Regions from separate parts of the Ovis aries genome. Here regions 1 and 2 are each linked to region 3. A link is a contact called in public Hi-C data. All regions are on one chromosome and are shown on one strand. Each heading gives the region's core, a stretch centred on a gene start, on an enhancer-like site or on the middle of the called end of the contact. The rest is flanking DNA. Distances are from core to core; before and after follow the strand shown.

Region 1 (4,665 bases), core at 833-3,332, 160 kb before region 3:
CCATCTGGATTAATTACTGTCCACAATTCACTGAATATTATCTCTGCTCTGAGGCGAGTGTTGAAAGGGGGTGATGATCTCTCTATGGCATTTAAAGCTTCCCCAAATCACAAATCACACACAAAGGGCTCCAGAAATACTAGTTGAGGAACTCGTTGGGGTTCCCTCATGGCTCAGATGGTAAAGAATCCGCCTGCAATGTGGGAGGCCTGGGTTCGATCCCTGGGTTGGGATGATCCCCTGGAGGAGGGCATGGCAACCCACTCCAGTATTCCTGCCTGGAGAATCCCCATGGGCAGAGGTGCCTGACAGGCTGCAGACCATGGGGTCACAAAGGGTCGGACACGACTGAGCGAATAAACTCAGCGCATGAATGAGAGGAACTGGTGTCTCTAGAGGAAGTGACCACCCGTCGGGACATCCCTGAGCTGACTGCCAACAGCAAAGCCATCTCCGTGAACTGAGCAGGGCCTATGACAGGTCCATCAAAGCCATCCCCATGGGAAGGGCAGGGCTTGTGACAGTCCCACAGCCCCATAGCAGGATGGGAGGCATGTCTTCTAGATGCAAAGTCTGAGAAGAGCTGAGGGTCCACCCTGGTCTCTGTCCCCAGGTACCATCACTTTCTCTTTCTGGATTTCCGTTTCTTCCTCCGTAAATAAGAGCCCGGCTTGGTCAATGTTTCTCCAAGCACATTTCTAAGAGTACAACATCCAGACTGTGTTCATACATGTCCTTTAAGAGGGCTTCTGTGGTCTAACGCACTCGAGGAATGCCACTCTCTGCACCCCACTGTTGGAGAGTCACCGTGCATGTCGGTAGGTTTGAGTCTCCAAGAGGTCTTACGTAAATAAACTTATGTATCAACTCACTCCAATATTCTTGTCTGGAAAATTCTATGGACAGAGGAGCCTGGCAGGCTACAGTCCACAGGGTTGCAGAGTCGGACACAACTGAGTGACTGAGCATACACGCACACAGTACTGGTCACATGGGACGAGAGACATAGAGTACGGAGAGAGGACAGGACATCCCAAAGGGCTTGGCTGGGACATGGGGCACTGGTCCAGATAGGTGTAGCCGTTGGAGGACACCTGAGTAGAGATGCAAAACAAGCAGGCAGGTCAAATTGTTAGAGAATAGGGAAGATGCTTGGAAGGAAGCCATTTGGTATTTGCATGGCTCACTCTCTTATTCGGGGCTGTCGCTCATCAGCGCATCTGGATTTAACTACCATTTGCATATTGGTGCCTTGAATGATGGACTATCACCTTTTGATAAAGAGTATGGGCTTTGGAGTCATACCTCCCATGCCTCAGTTTCTACTTCTCTAAAGTGGGATTAATAATAAGCATTGCCTCCTAGAGTAGCTTATGAGGATTAAGTGAGCTAATATATCTGAATGTTCTTAGACTAGTATCTAGCACATAGTAAGTACTCCATAAATGGTACTGTCAGTATTAAGGATTATTATTTGTATCTGCAGCCGAGATTCCTCTCTGACTTGACAGCTCCACTCCAGTGTCTCTCAGACATCTCAAAAGCATCAAAACCCAACTTTTGACCCCAACAGTACCCCCATCTTTCCCTAGCCTTCTTCATCTCGGTGAAGGGCTCTCCCTCAAGTCAGGAACATGGGGATCAGACATGCCGCCTCGCTCCCCTTCTGTCTTCCTCCAATTCACCAGGAAATTCTGCAGAGTCTGTCCCCAGAATAGATTTCAAACTCATCTACTTCTCTCCTCCTCTCATCCCTACTCTAGTCTGAGCAGCCTCCTCTCAAGACGAACAAAATCATCTTCCAAGCGGCTCCCTGCTTCTCTTTCCATGAATTCTTCACGCACAGCCAGAACAACTCTTACAAACAGAAATATGACCCCACTAAACTGCTAAGTGGCACATAAAATGAAGCCCTGGCTGCTTGCTGCGGCTCTGAGCTGTCTGGCCTCTGCGGAGTCTCCTCCTTTCCCAGCTGCTCCTCCAGCTGGCCCGCTGGCCTCTCTCCAGTTCCCACAACAAGGGGAGTTTGCTCTCACCTGACAGCCTTTATCTGGTCACCTTTTGGCCCGAAGGCTTTGCCCATGGCGCTTTACCTGGTGTCTCCCCCTTACCCGAGCCTCTTGGCTTTGAGTTGTCCTCCCCAGATTTCCCCCCACACTCTCCTAATGGGTTATCCCAGTTATTCCCAGTCACAGCCCTGTGTTCATGGCCTTCCCAATGCTGTTCTCAACATGCAATTTATCTACTTGTTTATTGTCTGTCTGTCCCCAGAGAAAATTCTCCAGAGCCCAGTGCTTCTACTTTCCAGGCACTGAAAACTCAGCATACAGCCTGGCCCCTCGACCCACGATGAATGAACAAAAGACTGTCATGATGAGTGAATGGTTTCCTCTCTGATACACCCTTCCTGTTACTAAAGGTGTCACCAGCTGATTAATAAGCAAAAAATAATCCAGTCCACCTTAGTCAGATAAGCTCAGAGATAGAACAAAGGGCCTTTATACAAACCTACAGGTACACTTTTAGGCATTTAAGAAATCCTCCAACTCATGATGAGAGGGCTGACACGAGGCAAGATCCTTAGGCATCGAGCAGGGACCCCACTGAACCCCTAGGGGCCAGGGGACCCCATGGACTAAATGACCTTGAAAAGTGAAAGCACAAATTGCTCAGTTGTATCCGACTCTTTGTGACCCCATGGACTTTACAGTCCATGGAATTCTCCAGGCCAGAATACAGAAGTGGGTAGCTTTCCCTTCTCCAGGAAACCCAGGGATCTTCCCAACCCAGGTCTCCCACATTGCAGGCAGATTCTTTACCAGCTGAGCCACAAGGGAAGCCTGAGAATACTGGAGTGGGTAGCCTATCCCTTCTCCAGGGGATCTTCCTGACCCAGGAATTGAACCGGGGTCTCCTGCATTGCAGGCGGATTCTCTACCAATTAAACTATTAGGGAATCCCAAACGACCTTAGTGGGATGGATGTCCTCAGTGCAGCTGGCATTTTTCATCAGTCTGATGTCTGGCCTTGAATTTTTCTGGGACATTCAGTTTCCTGACCCATATGAGCATTTAATAACAAATTAATTTTTTTTTTTAAGCGTGTTCTTTCTTTAAGGAGTACTTGTCACGATAGAATTCTATGGTTGCAGCCATTCTCTTTCCCAGCAGACCCTGGGTCAGGTCTGCTGCTGCTTCTTCCCAGGGAAGTTAGCGTAAATGTTTATTGGCAGTACAGTCATCAAGAAAATAAAGTTGCTGATTCATTGCCTCACAATGAAACCCTTTGTTTTTCCCTCCTCTTCCTTCCTCTTTATAAGGAGACACTTCTGAGAAAGGGTACACTTCGGGGACCCATATCTTGGGATATTTTCTTGGTTGCCTATGTCTTCTGTCTGCAGACTGTGGGTTCCTGTAACAGCTGGGGGATCAGCCTTCCTCTTTCCTCGGCAGTATCACCCCTCTAGGGTCTCTGAGGAACAATGGAAGTCTTAGGGTTCTTCGGGCTGGAAGTGAGTGGCCCCATGGTGACGGTGGCCCTGTCCGTGGTCTTCTTGGCCCTCCTGAAATGGTAAGTGCAGCCAGTATGTCCCAACCATGGTGACATTGTCAGAAATAGCAGTCACAGAGCCATGCTGGAACCAGGGTGGGGTCTGTGGGAGTGTGTTTTTCTTCCCCTTTAATCTGCAGGGAGTTGAGTATTAACACAGCTTCAGAATTAAAAGCAAACAGCCAGGTTAATCTTTTGCTCTAATGCATGTGATGGAGGTGTCAGGAAAGGCTGGTGATTCAGTGACTGAGAACGCCACACATGATTAACTTTGAAAGAGAGGGAGAAAGCAACAGATTGGCAAGGTTTGGGCAGAAGTATTTCCTTGCATCCCCGTCCTATCTCCCCAGGCTGGATTTACAGCAGATTCAGCCTCTTGGTTCTGATGACGTTAAAAGCAAAAAAAAAAAAAAAGGAAAAAAGATAAAGGAGCTGTCCGGCGATGTGGTCTGACGACGTGCATGGGAAAGTCACTGCAAAGGGATTTCTGTAGGCTTAAAGATAAAGAGGTGGAACTAATTTCCTTGTTTTCTAATATTTGATAGAAAGGGATGAATGTAGTGTGTGCAGTGCCACCAAGTCTGAGACCTGGGAGGATCTCAAATTTAAACTGGAAATAACTCCCCCTGATCTTGTTAATTCAACAGAAGGTTTTCTGAAGTCTGACTTAATCAGAGACTGGATGTGAGGCCCCACAATATGCTTCATTTATGCATATTCACCTTGTCAGTGAAAGTTATTAAAATTACCCACTCCATCAAAAGCACCTGGATTTAGGCAGCTCTGGTTTTTGAGGGGAAAGTGGAAAAAATAATGGAGAGTTTGAGTTTGAACAGAATTTCAATTTACGTTTCTGGTAGTAATAAAGCCTCCTCTCGATTAATAACTGGGAAAGCACTTTGAAAAGCATCAAGCATTATGCAAATGTGAGGTATTATTCTTTTGGAATTTGCATAGCTGAAAATGGAATTCACGTTTGATGTTCTATGATGATGAAATTACTTCTTGGAAATTGGCTCTGAAACCCAGCTTCAGTCCCAGTGCTGTTTTGCTTTCTAACTGGTTTAATTATCTTTTGAACTTTTCTCAGTGTGGCTTATCTTGCCTTGAAACCAG
Region 2 (4,212 bases), core at 1,634-4,133, 210 kb before region 3:
CATCAAATCCTAGCCTCGGGCAATTGCACCCTATTTAAATAAATGAATATACCCCTGAATTCTGGCTTAAATGCCTCACCTGTCATTATCCTTCTCCTGAGAAGAATCCAGGGTTCAAACCTTTTAGAAGGGTGAAAACTATCAGAAATCGCTCTTGGAGAATTCCACAGGAAAAGCCCTGCTCCTCTGGGATACACACAAGGAGTCCATGTGCTCCGACCGGGATGTGGTAAAAATCAGGTTCCCTAAATGCAGGGGGCGTTGCCAAAGGAGGGAAAAAGGAGGTCACTGAAGTCTTAGAGGCACTCATCACAGGAAGTAAATGTGGGTTCCGCAGCGCAATGCCTGATTAGAGGGGTCACCTGTCTGCTTTAGAGCATGACCAACAGCTGCTTTCAAAAAAGACCCAGGCCTGAGCTCGGGCAGTGATGCTGGACTGGTTCAAAAGGGGTGAGGAGGAAGAGAAGAATTACAAAGATTCGAAGAAACTCTCCCAGAATCAAAGGGCACAATGCACAGGAATGATCAAGAGAGCACACACACAAGACTGAGGGGCCCAGGGGTGGCAGAAGCGACCACATAGGTCAGCTGGGACACAGAAGGCAGGCTTGCAAATAAAAAAAGTGAGCTCGAAACCTTTGAGATCTGAGATTATGCTTAAACCACAACGTCTTCCACACCCACAGGTCTTTATCTGGTGTCATGCGCTAAAAGAGCAGGGTAGGAAGAGCCTTAGTGCCAAGGCTTAGCCGCAGGGGGATGGCCTACATTCCGTATGGATTTAGATGAGGAGAACAGGAGGGGAACAGCACGGTTCCCAGGACGGCTTTCTACAAAGTTGACAAAATACCTCCCAACCCACATACCCAGCCCCTTGAGAAAGGGAAAGCAGCCTGTTTTACTATAGTTCTGAATTCAATGCCAAGTTCCTTCTCCAATGCTCACCCGGAGTGTCCAGCAGAGGGAGTCTCAAAGAGGTACTTAATAAAGAGAAAATTGTTTCATTTTAACACTCCATAGACAGTGGGAGCATTGACTGTAGCCCCCTCCCAGAGACTCAGAGGAACAATGAATGCCCGACTGGGTCCTCCTAGTATGTTCACAGAGCCACCGGGCTGGCTCCATTCTGTGTGGTGGAGTGATCAGAAATTTTGTTTTGTTTTGTTGAATGGTTAAATGGACCTTGTGTTCTTCAGAATCAAAGAGGAAAGCCCCTGGAATAACATCTCTCTGTTGCCTTCTAAACAGGCCCCTTTGTTTCTAAGAGAGTCTGAAAAAAAATATTTACAGTCCATAGGTTATTTACAGCCTCGTTACCCAGCCTGACTGGTAACTTTATTCCATCCAGAAACCTAATTCATTTGGAGCTCTGGAACTAATAACAGATTTTCTTTTCAGATAAGTTTTGTTTTTTTTTTTCTAATCTGCCTTTATAACAGAGATAAAACTATTAATGCGTTCCCTGTCTCACTGGCCACGACTGTTCTCCGGATTTATAGAGGATTAAAACCTCGCCCCTCCTCTTCATTCCGCACAAACCCTTGCCTCCTCTCATTTGCTATTTCATCCACAGGGTATCTGAACAAAACCGAAAGAAAGCCAGATGGACTGACGCTCAAAGTATGTAAAGGCTGCTACTTCAATGATTTCATGAGAAAGACATTTTCACGAGGAAAATGACTGAAAAAAAAAATCAAACACCCTTTGGTTCAAAATCCCTCCTACTACAAGCACACACACACACACACAAAACACACATCGAAGTGTAAAAACTTAGTTGATTCCGGTTTGATTTCTGGCTGGAAACTGACAGAACTGACTGAAGAGAAACGAAAGAGGGACTGCAGGGGAAACGGAGTATTTCTGCCTTCCGTTCTTGTCTTTCTTCCTAAAGACAGACGAGAAAAAGGACCCGACGCCAGGTGAAGGTGCACCGCGCAGGTTTACCCAGACCGGCGGAGACCAGCGTCTTGGCCGCCTCCCCGACTGGCAAACCCAAACTACATTTTCCCTTACACACGCTAATGCGGGGAGATTTTCGCCTATTTCATTGTTCTGCCTGGCTCTGAAATGGACTTTTCCTCTCTGCCCCCCTCTCATCACCTAGCCCCGCACATTCCGATCCGACAGCCCCCCAAAATCTGAGGCTCGCGAAGAATAAAGGAGTGTGTGTTTGTGTGTGTGTGTTGCGGGGGGTGGGGGGGGGGGGGAGTGGAGGGAAACGGGAAGGGAGCTGGGAGGACGGAGAGTGGAAACAGATCACCCTAAAGGTAATTTTCTTTAGGGTGTGGGGGGGGTGGAGATGGAAAGCTACACCGCATCACCTTTATTTCTTACAAATAAATAAAAAGCACCGTCACGGGTCTGTCTTTTTTCCTGGCGCCCCCTCCCACCCAATTTCTTTTCTTCGGCCAGTAGCCCACCCTCGCACACCCCCCACCCCACCCCCCGCCTCTTTCTCCATCCTGGAAATAAGATCTGTTTGATTCCGGATCCCGGCCGATCGCCGGGCGACCGAGGGGGTGGCGGGGAGGGGGGCGGGCGACCGGTTCGAGCCCCGGGGGTGGGGCGCGGGGACCCGGCGCCGGGGGGCTGCGGGCCGGGGGTGGGGAGGTGCTGCCCGGCGCGGGGCCGCGGGCAGAACAAAGCTCCGGGGGCCGGGCGGCCGGGCGGCCGGGGGTCGGCGGAGTCGGCGGGCGGGCGCCGCTTACCTTCGTACACGGGGGCCATCGGGGCCGGGGTGTCCGCGATTCATGGCAACGGAGAAGGGATCGCGGCGCGCGAGCTCGGCCCCCCCAGCCTCAGTCGGAATCTGCCATCTTGAGCCTGTGTCTCCGCTCTCGGCGCAGCCGGGGCCGCCAGCGCCCGCATCACCGCCTCACTTGGCCGGCGCCGGGGGAGGGGGCCGGGCGCCGCCGCCGCCGCCGCCGCCGCGGCCCGGGCCCTGCGCGGGGCTCCCGGGGGCTCCGGGGGGCGGCCGGGCGGGCGCAGCGGCCGAGGCCGAGGGCCGAGCGGCCGCGGCCCCCGAGCGGGTCCGCGGTGGGGCGGGAGCCGGGGCGGGCAGCGCGCGGCCAGTCCCCGGCCGGGGCTCAGCTCAGCATGGCTGTGTGTGTTGGGGAGGGGGGCGCTCCGGCAAAAGTTGCACGGGAGGCGGGGGAGGGGCGGGAGGAGCCGGGGGAGGGGCGGGGGGCGGGGGCCGGGGGCGGGAGCGGCGGCCGAGCGCGAGCGACGAGCGAGCCCGGAGCCAGGAGTCCGCGCGCAATCGAGCGCCGATGGCACGGATGCGAGGCGGGGAAGGCCGAGCGCAGGGCAGGAGCGGCCGGGCTGGTGCGGGGAGGCGGTGGGTGGGGGGCGGATCCCGGGAAGCCGGGGAGGTTAGGCGGCTCCGCCGGGCGGCGGTGCACGCGCTTTGGTTCTGACTGGCAAGGGGGAGCCGGTCCGCGGGGGTGGCACCAGAACTTTGTGTGCATGCGAGCTGGGCGGGAGGGGAACCGACTGGAAGGGAAGCCTCGGCCGCCGACGGCTCGCCCTTTCTCGCACCTGGTTGGCGCTCCCCGAGATGGGTTTGGAATGAATGAATGAATGGAGGAGTGGGCGCACGCGGTCCTCCCCGGACTCTCGAGTGAGTGGAGGAGCTTTGGAAGCCCAAATGAGGTCAGAGATGCGGGAGCCATTCGGCGCACGCTTATGAAATGCAGCCTTCGGATGTTCGCTGGATTCCTGCGGGAATCTGGTTTCCGCCCCCATCCTCAGGTCTACGAGGTCTGGAGGGTTAATCCCCAACCCCTATCACCTAGACGAGTGGTTGCCACCGATTGTTTCCCAGGCCTCTGCCTTCCTCAACGCTCTGCCTCACAGAGCTTCAGACGCGCTCCAGACTCCCCGAGGCTTGCCAGTCCCCTCCTGCAGCTAGTCTTGGGTTCTTTGATGGGATGCCTGCCATCGCCCCCAACTTAAGACCTGATCTTACTCTTAGGCAGGGTTTTTAAAACTGTGGGTCGTGACGCAGTAATTGATCATAACAGACATTCAGTGGACGGCAACCAACTTTTTAAAATAATGAAATGTACTAGAATAGAAAGTATTAGATGCCACTGCCCTTAGAATAATTGTTTCATAAACCCTTTGTTTCAGTTATATATACTAGACAACTGCACTGGACCAGGATACAAGTTGTATTTCCTGCTATGGGTCATGGGTCCAAAAAAAAAA
Region 3 (4,485 bases), core at 281-2,780:
GGTAGTTTAACATGGAGAACAGAAGGCCTCATGATGAAATGTGCTCCTGGCCTCTGAATATTATGTTTAAACAGAAGTCCTGTCTGCCTGTTTGGTACCTTAGTTTCCAGAGACCTTTCACCTTTACCATCTCGTTGGCTCTGCTCCAAGAGATGGGTGGGGAAACATTAGGACCTGAAACTCAGAGACCAGGAGACATGTTGATGTTGCCTTGGTGACTGGCCCAAGGCCAGGGCTGCTGGGCAATGGACGCAGGGCAGAATCCCTGGCGGGACAGGATGACCACCCTGAGGCCTGGCCCAGGCCAGCCAGAGAGGCTGCAGGGGCATCCTCGTGGGGTGAGAGGCAGATTGATTGTAAGGGCTCTCCCAGTGCTTAACTCTGGTAACCTGGCCTGTGTTACAGGCTTTGAGGGGAGTGGGTACCCTTGGGGATCCAGTTTTAACATTATCTCTTGGAAACCCAAATGCTTAAAGTGCTTCCTGGCTTAAAATACTCTGCTCAGATCCCACTCCCCGCAAGTGCCCCAACACTCCAGGCCAAGCAGACCCCCTCAGCCCTTGCCAGCGCAGACAGAGGGTCTGAGCCGGCCGAGGGGGACAGCCCAGGGCTGACTAGTGCAAATCTCAGCCCCAGCTCCCCAGGCTCTTCCCTGCAAGGCCTTCGCTTCTATTTAAACATCTGGGCCGAGCTCACCAACTTTTTCTTCCAAGGAAAACCACTTCCTTGACTAAACTTTCCTTTCTTTCTCTTTTACTTCAAATAAATTCTACTCCCACCCCCATTAAAAAAAATTTTTTTTTTAATTTGGCTGCCCAGGGTCTTAGTTGAGACATGTGGGACCTAGTTCCCTGACCAGGGATCGAACCTGGAACTCCTGTGTCAGGAGCGTGGAGTCTTAGCCACTAGAACACCAGGGAAGCCCCCCACCCCCATTTTTTTAATGTGTCCTTTTTTTTTTTCTAGATGGAAAAGAAAAACATGCCACCTCTTCCATTTCATTTCCCCCACCATGATCCATGCCTGCTGCATTTCGTTCAAGTCTGCCCCAGACCTGGGTGTCCTGTACAGAGGCCCTTCTGTCTTCTGTGCCTGGAGCTCTGCTCTCTAGCCTCCAAGACATCCCAGAACAGCCCCCCTCCCACTCAGCCAGCCTAACACAACCATTTCAGATTCTTTCACGCATCTCAGAGTCTTTACATAGGCTGTTCCACGCTCTATTGTTATTTAAATTTCTATCTACTACCTTAATTTCTTATGAAGGAAAACTTTAAGCTATATAAGTTGGAAGAAAAGCTAAGTGAACCCCTGTGTACCCATCACTCAGCTTCAACAAGTGTCAACGGCGGTCATTTCGGTTCCCCCGCCCTCCCCTACTCTGCCATTTTCTTTTTTGGTTTTTAAATCCCGGACATCCTCTCACGTTTTTCGTCTCTATTGTGAAGAATTTGGATTCAAGACTGCTGAGGTCCTTTTGGGTTCAGTTTGAGCAGAAGCGCAGGTTCCCTCCCGGGGAGTCCCCATTTGCCATACGCTTGCTGCCCTCTGCTGGCCGGGCTGGCTCAGGACACCTCCGCCCCAGGAGGCGCGGCGCGGGGGTGGGGAGGGGGTGGGCGGTGGTGCGGCGTGGGAACCAGGTTCTAAGGGGTGAAGGGGAGTCTGAATGGGTGGGTGGGGACTGCCTCGCCTGGGTTTGGTTAAAAAGCTGAGACCTGAGCGCCCCCCTTCAACCACATCCGTACATCCATGCAGAAAAGATCACTAGGGCAGGTCAGATAGTCTGCAGCGGTCTCACCCCCTTGCATGCACGACACCAGCATCCAGGCCCCACCCTGGACCAACAGTCAAACCCCTGAGGGGCCAGGGATCAAACATCCTTATAAACTAAAAGCCTCCGGGCTGTGTCTAACGTTCAAGCGTGTCAAGAACTGCTGGGCCAACACGCTGATGTCCGTATGCATCTTGAGCCCAAAGCTAAGAAATAGTGATTTTTAAAAAAAAGCTCATGGGGAAAAGAATAAATGAAGACTTGACCTCACAATACAAATTACTCTTGGCCTATCTTAAAAAGTTCCCTTCCGAGTGCTGACAGCTTCCGGCCAGACACTTTGGTTGAGTAACCAATACCATGGCCTTGCTAGGGATGCTACTCCTAAGTCTGGTTTCCTTTTCTTTTTTGAGATATAGTTCTACATTTGGGTGAACAGTACCACTGTTCTGTTTTGGCTTTTTACATGTCTGCATTTGTTAAGACTCCTTTCTTTGCAGATAACAGAATTCGGCTGTCACTAAGTTAGGTCAAAAATGAGAACTTGCTGGAAGGGTACTGAGACGCCACCCACAGGGCTCCTTGCCAGGAGCAGATGGCAAACAGGACACAAGGAAATGGACTCTGTCCTTTGCCTGTGGTTCTCTGCACATCTAATTCATTGCTTCTTTCTCATGGCAAACGTGTTTACTGCTCATTAATCCGCATGGCGGTACATGGCCACCAAGAGATCATGACTCACCTGTGTTCAGCTTCCAGCTGCTGGAGAAAAACTCCTTTTTCCTCTGCCTAGGTCCAAAAGTCCAGGCAGACACTTTCACGTCAGAGCCCCACTCGTGAGCCAATCAACGGTGGCCTGCAGGGCTGACTATGTAATTTGTCCAACCTGACGCCAAATGGAAAAAAGCAAGGGAAAGTGCCGTTAACGGTACATAGAAAGGCTCTTCCTTTCTTCTCCCATCTCTCAAATTATCACAGTGTGTTTTATTTTCTATTTAACACCAGTCTAAGTAAAGAAAACTCTAAATTTTAAATTATCAGTGTGAATTTTACCACTCATCTCTGGATCACGCAATGCCACTTTTAAATGGTAATATCAGAGCATTTAACTCACATGCAGAACCACTGAAATTACGTAACTAGTATTTTGTGACTCATGGGCCAGAAGAGATAAAGACAAACCAAAGTCCTCAAGATTGGAAGGAAGATGAGGGGGTGCGCCAGGTTCCCCCAGAGTGTGGGGGTACAAGATGAGTTGAGAGAGTCAGGAGCCTGGGATCTCGGCCCCACTTCCAGCCACCAAGCCCGCCTACAGGATGGCACCCCAAGACCCTGCGGCAGGGTCTAGGCAAGATGAGCCAGGTGTCCCTCCTTCCCAGATCCAGCCCCCAAACCCACAATAGGCTGTCACTCGCCAAAGATCTTTAAACTCCTGTGCCAGGAAACATGCAGTATTAGACCAGGAGTGGGCAGAGGCTTGCCCAGGCCAACACACAGCCACAATGCTGCCTGCCCAGGGCAGGGATGGCCAACACCATGCCCACTCCAAGATGCTTCAGGGTGACAGCACCCATGCCTACCTTCACACCTGAGCCTAGGCCCCTGAGGAATGGAGGGCAATGGTGGTCAAAGGGAAAGCAGAGAAGGGTGGCCAGGCTGGGCCCAGGGCACCAGGGGCAGGAAAGCAGACAGCTGAGAACCCGCCCTGGGGAAGAAGCCAAGGTGGGAGGCCTCATGGGTGAGGCTCCAGGCCCCAGTGCCTGCTCCAGTATCCCCTCTGACTCTGCTCCCTAAACACAAATTCAAAGATATGGTGACTAAGAATCTCCCCAGGGGACTCCCCTGGCAGTCCAGAGTTAAGACTTCACCTTCCAACGCAAGGGGTGTGGATTCCCTCCCTGGTCTGGAAGCTAAGATCCCACATGCCTCAACAGCCAGAAAAAAAAAAATCAAAATATAAAATAGAAATAGTATTGTGACAAATTCAATAAAAATTAAAAAAAAAAAAAAAAGAAGAAGAATCTCCACTTGGGAACCACAGAGTATTAAACCCCAAGCATTAGAGCCCCTTTCCCCAGCCATGTGTGTATCGGGCGGCCCTGGTGGCCTGGGATGGAGGTAGAAGTGTGGGGTCAGGAGACAACCTTCTAAAGAAACAGTTCTCAGAAATGAAGACGGAGAATGTTGGGAAAGCCAACTGTTTTCATTTTTGCCTTTCAAATTTGTAAACATTAGGCTGCACATGTTTTCAGCAACTTGACTTTGTGTGTGTGTGTGTGTGTGTGTGTCTGTGTGTGTGTGTGTGTCTGTGTGTGTGTTAGTCACCCAGTCGTGTCCAACTCTTTGTGATCCTGTGGACTGTAGCCCACCCAGCTCCTCTGTCCACGGAATTTTCCAGGCGAGAATACTCGAGTAGGTTGCTATTCTCTCCTCCAGGGGATCTTCCCGACCCAGGGATCCAACAGGGGTCTCCCTTGTTGCAGACAGACGCTTCACCATCTCAGCCACCACGGACATTTTTCACTCAGCAGTAGTTTATGCACTAATGGCCACCGTATATTGAACAGCTATAGTCTTTAACAGATTAGCTACGGTATTTACCATGGACTTCAGAACTCCTCATGTTCTGGCCCGTCACTCTCCCCTCTGCCTGTCTGCGCCTTGCACACTAAGCATTTAGTGCTTGCACATTTGCTTCCGCCAGCCTGGTCCCCTCC

Evidence for each region. Hi-C and Micro-C count contacts between places; a contact is called where the count stands out from the background.
Region 1: a contact with region 3 is called in a Hi-C map of liver, with 2.9 times the contacts expected there. The contact joins the promoter of LOC121819515 here to the enhancer-like site in region 3. A contact is called at or near these places in 7 of 16 Hi-C or Micro-C datasets (blood, hypothalamus, liver and 3 more).
Region 2: a contact with region 3 is called in a Hi-C map of liver, with 5 times the contacts expected there. The contact joins the promoter of HIPK2 here to the enhancer-like site in region 3. A contact is called at or near these places in 6 of 16 Hi-C or Micro-C datasets (blood, hypothalamus, liver and 2 more).

The regions. Positions count from the first base shown.
Region 1 is chr4:104,726,613-104,731,277 of ARS-UI_Ramb_v3.0, forward strand. It overlaps LOC121819515 (putative HTLV-1-related endogenous sequence), which reads right to left and starts at 2,083. Exons shown (of 3, transcript XM_042249313.1): 1 at 2,037-2,083. The coding sequence starts at 2,083. It overlaps TBXAS1 (thromboxane A synthase 1), which reads left to right and starts at 3,341. Exons shown (of 12, transcript XM_060414898.1): 1 at 3,341-3,570. The coding sequence starts at 3,482.
Region 2 is chr4:104,675,548-104,679,759 of ARS-UI_Ramb_v3.0, forward strand. HIPK2 (homeodomain interacting protein kinase 2) reads right to left here and starts at 2,884. Exons shown (of 15, transcript XM_027968868.3): 1 at 2,712-2,884. The coding sequence starts at 2,730. It overlaps LOC121819515 (putative HTLV-1-related endogenous sequence), which reads right to left. Exons shown (of 3, transcript XM_042249313.1): 2 at 3,222-3,419; 3 at 2,752-3,103. The coding sequence ends at 2,752.
Region 3 is chr4:104,882,326-104,886,810 of ARS-UI_Ramb_v3.0, forward strand. The region is part of intron 8 of TBXAS1 (thromboxane A synthase 1); the gene reads left to right. Among named protein-coding and RNA genes, the nearest start is that of PARP12, 62 kb to the right of the region's middle. Within about 2 kb of position 1,531, at least 10 of the 54 cell types and tissues checked have an H3K27ac peak or open chromatin away from gene starts, as enhancers often do. A contact at or near this core is called in hypothalamus and liver, where this site is marked.